Linked DNA regions of Sus scrofa: all the other regions are linked to region 1. A link is a contact called in public Hi-C and HiChIP or PLAC-seq data. All regions are on one chromosome and are shown on one strand. Each heading gives the region's core, a stretch centred on a gene start, on an enhancer-like site or on the middle of the called end of the contact. The rest is flanking DNA. Distances are from core to core; before and after follow the strand shown. Region 1 holds the start of ARL2 (ADP-ribosylation factor-like protein 2). Region 2 holds the start of PPP2R5B (serine/threonine-protein phosphatase 2A 56 kDa regulatory subunit beta isoform). Region 3 holds the start of VPS51 (vacuolar protein sorting-associated protein 51 homolog).

Region 1 (4,123 bases), core at 690-3,189:
CAGGAAGTGGACCATTAGGATCAAAAAGGTTATACCTTAGATGTTCCCTTGTGGTACAGTGGGTTAAGGATCTGGTGTTGCCACAGCTATGGCACATGCTGTAACCGCAGCGAGGGTCTGATGCTTGGCCCAGGAACTTCCACAAACAAAAACAAAAACAAAAACATTACACCTCTCAAAATGCCAAATTTTCCTCCCCAGACATTGAGTAAACACACCCTTTTAAAAGGCATCTAGAGGGAGTTCCCGTCGTGGTGGCACAGTGGTTAATGAATCCAACTAGGAACCATGAGGTTTCAGGTTCGATCCCTGGCCTTGCTCAGTGGGTTAAGGATCTGGCATTGCCATGAGCTGTGGTGTAGTTTGCAGATGCGGCTCGGATCCCGTGTTGCTGTGGCTCTGGCATAGGCTGGCAGCTACAGCTCCGATTAGACCCTGAGCCTGGGAACCTCCATACGCCGCAGGAGCGGACCTAGAAAAGGCAAAAGGACAAAATAAATAAATAAATAAATAAAAGGCATCTAGAACTCTATCTTCAAGTTACCATCCACTTACTTAGCCTCAAGAAACTCTTGCTTTAAAGCCAGCTTCACAACTGTCAGGATTTAAGTATTTAAATCTCATGATTCTTTCTCGTGAATATATGCATATATTCAGCTATATATAACCACAGCTCTAGAGATATTCTCTCCTAGTTTTCTTCCAAAGGTATTCTGCCAAAGATTTTATTTCCTCAAGAGCACGAATTCCTGGAGTTCCTGTTGTGGCTCAGCGGTAACAAATCCAACTAGTGGGTTAAGGATCCAACATTGCCATGAGCTGCGGTGTAAGTCACAGATGTGGCTTGGACCTGGCATGGCTGTGGCTGTGGCAGAGGCCAGCAGCTGTAGCTCTGATTCGACCCCTAGCCTGGGAATGTCCATATGCCTCAGGTGCGATGCTTAAAAAAAAAAAAAAAGTGAATGCTTTGTAAAATTACACAGAAGTTAGCCATTATCTTCAGCTGGTGCATGACCTTTCCCAAGCATCAGACAGAGCCTACTCTGCTGCCTACTCACATTTGTCCTGTAGTGGCCTGGGAGAAGGGCTCAGAATAAGACAACAGGGCTCAACCTTCTGAGTTTACAATCTGCCTTGTCCCTGGCCTCCACTTCCTCACAATTTCTGGACTTGAGCACTAAGGTAAAGAACCAAGCTCTTGCACAAAGTCAACAACAAAAATATCCAACAACAAATATTTATTGAGCACCTAGTGTAAGTCAGGCACTGTGCTAAGCACCACATGAGCCTCAGCTTTCTCATAGGCAAAATGAAAAACTGTGCTTCTCAATAGAGAAACAATGAGCACGAGCATCTTGGGTGGGACAATCCTTTGTGGATATCTGTCCCCTGCCCTCTAAATGACAGGTATGTTATCTTGTAACGGGGACAAATCCACTGATGCCCCCACACATTTCCAAACGGCACCTAAGGGGAAGTTCCACCCTGGATGGAGAATTCCCAGAGTACCCTCCATGACTTCAGAAGCCAAGGAAAGGGGGTAAGCCTTGTAAGTGGCAGGTTTAGGATGATGCCCCGGCCCAAGATAAGCAGGATCTGGACCACGTCTCCGGGAAACAGCGCCTTCTATCAGCCCCAGGGTGATGTCAACATCCTTGGGGCTCTCAGGAGTCGGAACTCCAACTCCCTATGCAGCCAAAACACAACCCAGGAACTTGAGGTTTCCGTTCTCTACCATTATCTTTGGACTTTGGGTCCTGGAAGGAAAAGAATGGCAGTGCTCTCGTCACCCAGTCGCTCGGAATGCGAAGGGTTAACGCAGGTTGCCGCGCAGAAGCCCCCCAGTACCGCTAGAGGGACCATCCAACGCAGCGCCGCCGGGCGGCTTCGCGGTCACGTGGGGCGAGGGCGGGACCAAGCGAGAAGCCAGCCAATAGGCTGTGCTGTCGATGGGCTTGATAGCCAATAGGAGCAGGGAAAGGGGTCCCGGGACTAGGAAGAAACAGCGGCTGGGAGGGGGCTACTGGGACATGGGGCTTCTGACCATTCTGAAGAAGATGAAGCAGAAAGAGCGAGAGCTGCGACTGCTAATGCTGTATCCTCCCCGGCGCCGGAGCCGCGAGGGTAGCGGGATGCTGGGGGGGCTCCCACCGGGCGGGCGGTTTCAGGCGCCCCCTGCCGGGAGCGGGATGTGCGGCCGGCTGGCCCGTACCAACTGCCCTTCTGCGTCACTCACGTGGGCCCTACCATCGCTTTTGGCAGGGGGCCGGGAGGAGGCCGTACCACCGGCTCAGGGCGGGGGGGGGACTTCTTCCCAAGGCCAAAGGTATGGGAGTAAAGGCGCAGCGGCCGGGCCTGATGTCCCAGTGTAGGGGGAGGTGAGGCCCGGAGGTGACTCGAACGCTACCACCCGTCGGTCTGGCCCGTGCGTTGGGCCGCCGTTCTCCCCGGTCCTGACCGCCTCCTCCCCCTGTCAAAGGGTGCCAGGCCCCGGCCGCGCCCTCAAGGTCGGAATCCCGGGGGCGTGTGGGCCCCGCCCTCAGCACTGGGCGCAGGTGGCAGGTGGATATGGACTCTGCGGGTAATTTTGCCGCTGGGTCCAGCGCTTGGTTGCCTCCCGGCCGGTGTCACCACATCGGACAGCTTGTAGGCCCGAGAGCCCTGCTGACCTTCTGAGTCCCACTGGCAGGCATCACTCCTCTTTGCCAGCCCCCTATCCCCGGAGAGGCTGTGGTCCAAGAGCTGGACAATAAGATCTGGACCCCCAAGCTCCCCTTAGCAGGGGAGAGAAGACATTTATGTGCGCAAATAACTTGAATCTTCACGTCACGTCTGTTTTGACGAACTCTGAGAAAGGCACAGGGAATTCACTCATCCAGTAGACGTTTTTTGAGCGCCTGCTGTGGACCAGGCACTGTTCTGGGGGCTGGGATAAAACAGCAAAACAAACAAACAAAAATACCCGTATCTTTAAGGATGCTCTGTGTAAGGCTGAGGGGAGAAAGGAGAAAGATGTTAGCTAACAAAATAGGTAAAATATATAATGTGTGGCAATTAAGGCAGTTTAAATAAGGTAGTCAAAGAGGGCCATACTGAGAAGGTACTAGTTGAGGAAAGGCAGGGCGGTGAGGGAGGCACCACGTAGATGTCTGGGGAAATTGTTTAAGGAAAGGGAACAGCACGTGGAACGGCCTCCAGGGAGGAACTCAGCCGGGGTGTTCAGAGGACTGTCTGGGAAGGCGGTGTGGCTGAAAAGAATGAGCCCTGGAAGGTCAGGTCCAATGGAAGAGGCACCTCACCTGGGGCCTTTTGGTTCTGGACTTTTCCTTTAAAAGAAGTGCAGAGAGGGAGTTCCTGTGGTGGCAGAGTGGTAAGGAACCCGACTAGTATCCATGAGGACTCAGGTTCCATCCCTGACCTCGCTCAGTGAGTTAAGGATCCAGCGTTGCATGAGCTGTGGTATAGGTCGCAGACGCGGCTCAGATGCTGTGTTGCTATGGCTGTGGTGTAGGCCGGCAGCTGTAGCTCCACTTTGACCCCTAGCCTGGCAATGTCCATGTGCCACAGATGCAGCCCTAAAAAAGACCAAAAAAAAAAAAAAAAAAAGTGCAGAGAGGAGGTGAGATGTAAGACTAGTTAGGCCCCTGCCGTAACACAGGTGAGCTAGGATGGTAGCTGGGAAGCGGTGAGGTGACGGAAGTTGGGGGGACATGCTGAGAGTCAGGCCAGCAGGAACTGCTGCTGGATTGGACATGAGTGTGAGAAGAGTCAAGTGTGACTCCTGGGTTTCCTGCACCATCAGCAGAATGAGATGTTGGAGGGGCTGGGGAACATATTCAGGGGAAGGTGAGAGCTGAGTTTTGGCCATGTGGGAAGCCTCTGGGACATCCTAGAGATGGCAGCGAGGCAGCTGGATGTAGGGACCCATATCCAGGGGAGCAGCTGGGTGGGATGTATGAGCTTGGGAGTCCTCAGCGTAAAGATGCTGTTTGAAGCCTGGTCCTGGATGAGATTGCCGAGTCAGGGAGTGTGGACAGAGAAGGGGGCCTAGGCCTGCGCAGAGCAGGAGGTCAGGGCGAGGAGGAGGGGAAGGAGGAGGAATGACCGGGGAGATGGGAGAACC
Region 2 (4,123 bases), core at 699-3,198, 90 kb before region 1:
GCATATTCACACCGTTGAGTTCCCTTTGTGGCTCAGTGGAAACGAACCCGACTAGTATCCATGAGGATGTGGGTTCGATCCCTGGCCCTGCTCAGTGGGTTAAGGATCTGGTACTGCTGTGAGCTGTGGTGTAGGTTGCAAATGCAGCTCAGATCTTAGCTGCTGTAGCTGTGATTCAGGTTGGCAGCTGTAGCTCTGATTCAGCTCCTAGCCTGGAAACTTCCCTATGCCACAGATGCAGCCCAAAAAATAAATAAATAAATAAATAAATATATATATATATATATATTCACACTGTTGTGCAACTAATCTCCTCAATTTTTTCATCTTGCAAAATGGAAATTTTATACTCATTAAACAATAACACCAAAATGTGTAAATTTTATGGAATGTGAGTGATATCTCAATAAAGATGATTGCAAAAATAATTTTCAGAATTCCCATTTGTGGCTCAGTGGTAATGAACCCGACTGGTAACCATGAAGATGCAGGTTTGATCCCTAGCCTCACTCTGTGGGTTAAGGATCCGGCGTTGCCGTGAGCCGCATTGTAGGCTGAAGACACGGTTTGGATATGTTTGCTGTGTCTGTGGTGTAGGCCAGCAGGTGCAGCTCCAATTTGAACCCTAGCCTGGGAACTTCCATATGCTGCAGGTGCAACCCTAAAAAACAAACAAACAAACAAACAAACAAAACCCAACTCTCCACCCCTCATGTAACATTGTAACTATTTTGAGATCCAAGAAGTCTTAACCTCTGGCTTCCAACCTTCCATGCCCCAGTCCTCAAACTGAGCTTGCCCTTTGTACAAAGCACCCACCCTCCACGGCCTACCTGGCCTGGAGACCCTCAAGAGTCCAGGCAACTGAGTCCAGGGGAATGATGGATGTTGGGGGCCAGGGGACCTGGGGTGGGGAGCTGGAGCTGGTGTCCTCCTGACTTAGGCTGGGAGGTGGGGGCCTGGGCTGTGGTGCCAGCTTCTGACGATAGGCTAATAACCTTGGGCAACGCACTTTTCCTCTCTGGGCCTCAGGGTCTTCGACCGGTTGTAGAAGGCTTGGTGGGCCTGCTTCCCCGACCTCCATGCCCCGCTTTTTTCTGCAGGGCCATGGGAGAGTCTTCATCTCCTGAGCCTGGGAAGTGGGCAAGAAGGAGATGGTGAATTTTCATTTGACAGACGAGGACACCAAAGGCCAGAGGGACAAGGCCTGTGGAGCAAAGGGTTCAGTCCTGGATCTCAGCCTGGCTAAAGTGTGGCCTTTGGTTTATGGCTCTAGCAGGTGGGCATCTCTGGGGCACCCAGCCTCCCTCTGCAGCCCAGAAGGTGGCTGGGTGGTTCTACAGGGGCACTGAGTGGTCAACAAGGCCTAAGGCAGGGTGAGGAAGACCCTGAAGAGGGCCACAGCCCCCTCCCCGACTCCATTGCCCACTCCTGATGCTCCCGCGGACCAGTTGTTCATCCAGGCCAAGCTTCCGTGTGGGGATTTCACAGCGAAGTGTAGGCAACTGAGTCCAGGGGAATGATGGATGTTGGGGGCCAGGGTGCTAGGAAGGGGGCCCAGGACTGCCAGCTGGGAACTTTTGGCAGGAATGCCAAACATGGGATTCCACTCATGCCTTGGATACCCTGCAGGCCGGTTTTGGACATGAGACCCCCGTAGCACATCTTAGGGCCCTAAAGGCTGAGAGTTCCATCCAGAGAGGCCAGCTTGCCTGGGGTCGGGTGACAGCACCAAGGAGCACCTCCTGCTCTGATGGGTTGCTGCTCCTAGGCTGGCCCTTTAAACCCAGAGTATGATGTCACCTTAGACGGCAAGGGATGGGAGGGGGACTGCAGGCCTGAGGAAGGACTGCATTTCCCAGCAGGCTTGGGGGCACCACACCCCTCCCAGCAGGCGCTGGCTCACTGCAGACTATTAACCAGTCCGGTGCCGTTTGCTACCATTTGAAGTGTCCAGCCCTTCTGAGGGGAAGATGGAGCTCCCTGGGGGGTGGAATGCCTGGGGCAGGCCCAATCTTTGAGCCTGACATAAGATTGGGCCGCTTTCCTGCCAAAGTCCTGGCATCACCTGCAGCTTCTTGGTGCAGACTCCTGAGTCTTCCTCTCTCCTCCTGCGGTCTCCCTTCCAGAACCCAGGAGCCCAGCCCCAGTTGGACCCATCCCGCTCTGCTTCAGTCTGGTGCCCGGGCGCCCGCAGGGATTACCCCTTTGGTCAGGTAGCCCGCCCGCTTTAAGCGGTGTCGAGACTACATCTCCCAGCTGCCCCCGGCGGGAACTTCCTGACGCAGCGCCCCCCCCCCCCGCCCCCCAAACCCGCGGGGATGTGCGGGCCGACTGGGGGAGGTGACTTGATGTCATCGTGAGCAGCTGGGCGGCGGGTGCCGGTGCGCACAGAGCCAGGGCTCCCGCGGTGCCGCGCGGGTCGGGTCCCACGACTTAAGGAGAGGTCTGCGCGCTGCCTCGGCCAGCGAGCCCCCAGGCGCCCGCGCCCCGACCCGGGGCTGAGTTAGGGGCATGCTCCGGCCCCCCCGGAACCGGAGAGAGAACCCAGGAGCGCCGCCGCCCAGCTCCAGCGCCCCGAACCGAACCGCTGCGAAGGGGCCCTGAACAGCCGCTCCCCGCCCCACCCGCAGTTCAGGGGGGGGAAGGGGGGGTCGGCGACAAAAGTCTGGGCTTCTGAGAAGTGAGTGTCCCCGCCACCCGGGGTCCAGATGAGATTTGGGGGTGAAGAAGAAGCCGAGGTGGGGGGAGGGTGCCGGGTTCTAGGAAGGAGGTGGCATGGGCACCCGGCTCCCATTCTTGGGGAAGTCCCTGGTGACCCGGATTAGTGGAGCAGGAACCGGGTCCCATTCTAGGTAGGGTCTGGCTTAGGGGAGAGGCCCTATTTCGAGTGGGGTTGTTTTGGAGCCAGGGGCCTTTTGGTCTGGGAGAAGGGAGGGACGGGTCCCCTCGGGGAGTGGGCTGTACCTCTGCTTAGGGTCTGAGCAAGGTTTGCAGGGAAGAGGACCTGGACACTGAGCAGCAGCCCCACACGCTGTCCTGAAAGAACTGATGGGCTCTCTCTGTCTCTTTCTTGCCAACCGCTCTGCCCTGACTTCTTCAAAAGAGCCAGGGTGGGAACCCTAAGTGGACTCCTCGGACCCCCAGGGACCCCCAGGAAGATCCTGAAACCTGAGCCATCCTCCTCTCTACCGCGCTTGTCCCCCAGAACTGGGCAGTTGCCGAAGGCCCTTGAGGGGGGGGCCCAGGACTGTGGTTGTGCCCCCCCCCACCCACCACACAGGATGGACCCAAGTTAGTCAGCCCAGCCTCACTCAGCGTCCTCTGGGCCCAGAGGGAACCTCAGGCGCGCTGAATGCTTGACCTGCTGCCTGGCCGCCATGGAGACGAAGCTGCCCCCTGCGAGCACCCCCACCAGCCCCTCTTCCCCAGGGCTGTCCCCTGTGCCCCCACCCGACAAGGTGGACGGCTTCTCCCGCCGTTCCCTCCGCAGGGCCCGGCCCCGGCGGTCCCATAGCTCTTCTCAGTTCCGCTATCAGAGCAACCAGCAAGAACTCACTCCACTGCCCCTGCTCAAAGGTGAGCCCGGCTGCTGGCTGCGAGAGTACCTGCGACCTGGGGGTGGGGGGTGGTGCATGCGAGCCCTCGGGGTGGGGGAATGGGGTAGTAGAAGCAGCTGGCAGCTGTGATCAGAGGGAATCTGAATGGCACCTTCCCAGTGAGGGACTCTAGCATCTGAGCTGACCCCCACCCCCCAGCCCTCTAGCCCTCTCTGCTGACGCATGGCCTGACTGGCCTGTCATCCTTGGAGGTGGGGCATCTGGAGGTGGCGCCACCCTGGGGGGCAGACCAGGGCCAAGGGTGGGGCCTACAGCCTGGGTTCCAGGAGGCCACTAGCAGCCCAGCTGCTGCCAGGGTCCTGGAGCAGGTGCTTAGCCTGGCTCCCTGCAATCACCGTGTGGTCCCCCCACCTCTTGGCTACAGGACCCAACTGGCTGAGGCAAAGGGGGCCCCAGAGATCCTCCATCCTGGCCCTTGTCCCCACTTCTCGCTCTTAGAACAGAGTGCCACCTATAAGAGGAAGGCAGTGGCTGTTTGGGGCACCTGTGGAAAGCCTGGACAT
Region 3 (4,123 bases), core at 689-3,188, 72 kb after region 1:
TTGTTTTGCTTTGATTTTGACCATGCCCAAAGCATGCAGAAGTTCCCAGGCCAGGGGTCAAACTTGCACCAAAGCAGCAACCAGAGCCACTGCAGTGACATTGGATACTTAACCTTCTGCACAGGGAAACTAATTCCCTGCAATGTTGCTGTTTTTTTTTTTTTGGCTTTTTAGGGCTGCACTCTCTGCATATGGAGGGTCCCAGGCTAGGGGTCTAATTGGAGCTACAGCTGCCAGCCTACGCCACAACCACACCAGATCCAAGCTGTGTCTGCGATCTACACCACAGCTCACAGCAAGGCCAGATCCTTAACCCACTGAGCAAGGCCAGAGATCAAACCCGCAACCTCATGGTTCCTAGTCAGATTCATTTCTGCTGCTCCACAACAGGAACTCGCCTGCAACTTTTTTTAAGTTGTTGTTGTCTTTTTGCCTTTTCTAGGGCTGCACCCGCGGCATATGGAGGTTCCCAGCCTAGGGGTCCAATCGGAGCTGTCACTGCCTGCCTACGCCAGAGCCACAGCAACGCAGGATCCGAGCCGCATCTGAAACCTACACCACAGCTCACGGCAACACCGGATCCTTAACCCACTGAGCAAGGGCAGGGATCGAACCTGCAACCTTATGGTTCCTAGTCGGATTTGTTAACCGCTGAGCCACGATGGGAACTGCAACTTTTTTTCAGTTTATAGATTTCTTGGAGTAGATCTAAATCTTTGTATTCTCTTCATTTTTCCTAAGATTATAGCTTCATAAGCTGAAATCTTCACGTGTATTTTTATATACCCTCTAAACATCCCATTCATTGAGTCAGCAAACTTTTTGTGTGAAAGAACAGATAATAAATGTTTTAGGTGTTGCCAACCATATGATTCTGTTGCAGCCACTCAACTGTGCTTTGTAGTGCAAAAGCAGACATAGGTAATATGTAAACAAATGAGCATGATGTGTTCCCATAAAGCTATTTATTTATAGGCACTGAAATATAAATTTCATATAACTTTTGCATATCATGAAATGTCATTCTTTTTCAACCATTTAAAAAGGGGAAAAAATTCTTAGCTTACAGGCAATATGAAAACAGGTGGAGGGCTGTGTTTGGCCTGCAGGATCCCTGCCAAAGAATAAATAAAGTTGTTTCTGTTCCACCCCTGGTTCCCCTCAGTCCATCATAAGTAATATTTCAAGGACCACACTGATGAAGCCTTTTTCTCCTTTTTCATCCATTCAAACTCGGCATGTCTCAATCTGTACTCTAAGTCGTTCCCTATCTTCAGCTCTTCACCTAGGTGAGCTGTAACTTTGTTCAAAGAAAACCTGAGAATTATCTTCACCATCTCCACCCAACCCCTCACTTAGCACATTCCATCAGTCACTTAAGGTTTGCCAAGTGTGTCTTCTAAGCACAGTATAATGGGAGTTCTCAAATTCAAGTGCACCAGAACTACTTCAGGACTTAAAAGAGAGAGAGAAGCTAGAGCTGAAGGGAGTCCGCTTCTCAAGGTGCTGCTACGGGTAATTCTGAAGCCATTCTGATGAACATCAGAGGACCAGGCCATGCAAAACGCTGCGCTAGAGGCACTGTGCCTGCATTTAATCCTCGTACCTCCCTTGCGAAATATGTACCCCAATATTAGGAATCCGGGGGAAACTGAAACTGCTGCTCCCGTAACAAGGTAGTGGCAGAATGCCAGGCATAAGCTCTCTGGCTCCACGGCCCGCGCTCTGTCCACCGAGTCTAGGGACGTATTGCGTGGGCTCTTGCCTGCGAGGGTGCGGGGTTGGAAGCCACAAGCCGCCCTCCTTCTGGGAGGACAGTTCCACAAAATCCTTACGCCTGAGAAGCTGGGGGAACCAGGGCTCTCAGGAACCCCTCGCTTGGGGAGGAAGAATGCGGGGTGGGAACTCTAGTCTCGAAGGACTCAGGGCTGCGGGGGGACGTTTCACCTGAAGGACTGCCTCGTTGCAGCAACTCTATGGCTCCCGGAAGTGCCTCCTCCCGGTCCCCTGCCCAGCCTCACGCCCGTGGGCTGCAGTTGGAGCCATGGCGGCGGCAGCCGCTGGGCCTGGGCCGGGGTCTGGACCTGGGGGCTCCCCGGAGGGGCCCGAGGCGGACGCTCCGGAGCGTCGGCGGAAGGCGCACGGGATGCTGAAACTTTACTACGGCCTTTCAGAGGGTGAGGCGGCGGGGCGCCCCGTGGGGCCGGACCCCCTGGACCCGACAGACCTCAATGGGGCGCACTTCGACCCGGAAGTGTATCTGGACAAGGTGTGTGTATGGGGGAGGGAGGGGGACAGGCCCTCGATATACTGCACCCCCAGATGAGGGGAGCAGAGGTTCATAAAAGCAGGACGACCCTGGGCCGGGCAGTAGGGGCAGAGCTGGAGGATAAGAGGGCGTGGGGAAACTCGTACTGGCCTGAGATGGTGCGAAGTCTGAGGTCTCCTGGACCGATGTTCGAACAGACCCGAGATACGGGGCGTGGCCCTGGCGCCGACAGGCGTAGAACTGGTCCGTGACAGCATCTGAGGATTTCAAACGCTGACACATTCCTAATAGAGTCCAACCTGGTAATTCCCGAGCTATGCTACTTGTAGGCTCCTTACCTGAGAGCCCTGACAGGGTTGAGATCAGAGTTTTCTTGCACCGAAAGCCTACCAGTTAGGGGCAAGGCTGGAGGACATGGGTGCCCCCTGTCCTGAACACTAACCACCCGATTTCTTCCAGCTGCGTAGAGAATGCCCACTGGCCCAGCTGATGGACAGTGAGACCGATATGGTGCGGCAGATCCGGGCTCTAGACAGCGACATGCAGACCCTGGTGTATGAGAACTACAACAAGTTCATCTCAGCCACAGGTGATTCTCCTACTGGGACACACTCCACACAGTCCCATATTCCCCAGTTCCTCCTTTGTTGGGGAAGCCAGATTCCAGTCCTGCCCTGACATTAATCCACTCTCACGCCTCTCTCTCAGAGCCTTTGTGGTTTGATGACGAGTCATCAAACAGTATTAACTGTTCTCAGAGGGTTGTTTTGGGGACCAAAGAAAAGAAAGGACAAATGAAATTTTTAAAAGAAACGAATTTATCTGAAGCACTTAGAATTTCCAACAGTAAGGACGGCTCAGTAATGATTAGTTTCTCTCATTAGTGGTAGCTTTGTTCGCTGATTCAGGTCTGTCTTGAACATGAGCTTATCACTCTTTCTCTCTCACTTTTTTTTCCCCTTTTCTTCCTTTTTCTCTCTATTTCATTCCTTCCTTGCCCTTTCCCTCTTTCCCCTTGCTTTCTCTTTTTTCAATGAAGCGAAGAGACAGAAAGTGTATGACAGTAACACACAAAGATCATATAAAGGGGTTTTGCCCCTTCTTCCCCCTTTATTCTCTACTCAAGACAGTGCTAGACAATGTTCAGCTGTCATCCACACTAGCTTCTGTCCTGTGTTGAAGAAACGCACTCTTCAGTTCTCTGTAATAATTTTGGACCCGCATGTCCTTGGTCCTATGGATCTGCCTGCAGTTTATAGGAATGTTCCGGGAACCTCTGGCACTCGTTCTGACAATTCTTATTCTGCTACTGTCACAGCAGTGGGTGTAGTAACACATAATCGCTGTTCTTTGATCTGATTTGAAGCAGGTTCAATGAGCAGGTGCCCCTCTATATGTTAATACCAGCATCAAACAGCAAGAAATCATGATTTCTATGCTGAGAAATTTCTCCCAGGAATTCTGAATAAGTGAACGCACAAATAAAAGTAGTAATAAGTGCTATGAGCAAATGTAGAGCAAGAGGAAAAGATAATGTGTTGGGGGGGAGGTCTGTCTTTAGATAGGGTAAGTATGAGAAGGCCCCTCTGAGGTGGTGACGTTTGAGCAAGGCTTTGATGAGGAGGAGCCAGCCATGAGGAGAAGGATTTGGGGGAGGAAACAGCAAGAGCAAAAGTTCTCAAGAGAGCATGTCTGGTGTATCGAGAGTGCAGCAGGGAGTTGAGGGAGGAGGCGGGTGGTGGTGACTGGGGTGGAGGGGCCGCTTCTGGAGGGACTTGGAGGTGGGATGAGGATCCTGCTCTTTACTCTGAGTGAGATCATCACTGAGGGAGGATGAAACGCCTCGTGAACTTC

The links. A called contact is a pair of places that touch in the nucleus more often than the background predicts. HiChIP or PLAC-seq counts read pairs in DNA pulled down with a chosen protein or histone mark.
Region 2: a Hi-C map of liver shows a contact between it and region 1, with 3 times the contacts expected there. The contact joins the promoter of PPP2R5B here to the promoter of ARL2 in region 1. A contact is called at or near these places in 1 of 5 promoter capture datasets (liver), 16 of 47 Hi-C or Micro-C datasets (alveolar macrophages, brain, embryonic fibroblasts and 9 more) and 2 of 2 datasets of contacts at active chromatin or transcription factors (alveolar macrophages and skeletal muscle).
Region 3: a contact with region 1 is called in an H3K27ac HiChIP or PLAC-seq map of alveolar macrophages. The contact joins the promoter of VPS51 here to the promoter of ARL2 in region 1. A contact is called at or near these places in 2 of 5 promoter capture datasets (liver and skeletal muscle), 3 of 47 Hi-C or Micro-C datasets (fetal liver and liver) and 1 of 2 datasets of contacts at active chromatin or transcription factors (alveolar macrophages).

What each region holds. Positions count from the first base shown.
Region 1 is chr2:7,164,840-7,168,962 of Sscrofa11.1, reverse strand. It overlaps ARL2 (ADP-ribosylation factor-like protein 2), which reads left to right and starts at 1,939. Exons shown (of 5, transcript XM_003122549.5): 1 at 1,939-2,095. The coding sequence starts at 1,950.
Region 2 is chr2:7,254,621-7,258,743 of Sscrofa11.1, reverse strand. PPP2R5B (serine/threonine-protein phosphatase 2A 56 kDa regulatory subunit beta isoform) reads left to right here and starts at 1,948. Exons shown (of 14, transcript XM_005660724.3): 1 at 1,948-2,683; 2 at 3,107-3,579. The coding sequence starts at 3,381.
Region 3 is chr2:7,092,713-7,096,835 of Sscrofa11.1, reverse strand. VPS51 (vacuolar protein sorting-associated protein 51 homolog) reads left to right here and starts at 1,938. Exons shown (of 10, transcript XM_003122565.5): 1 at 1,938-2,269; 2 at 2,729-2,858. The coding sequence starts at 2,045.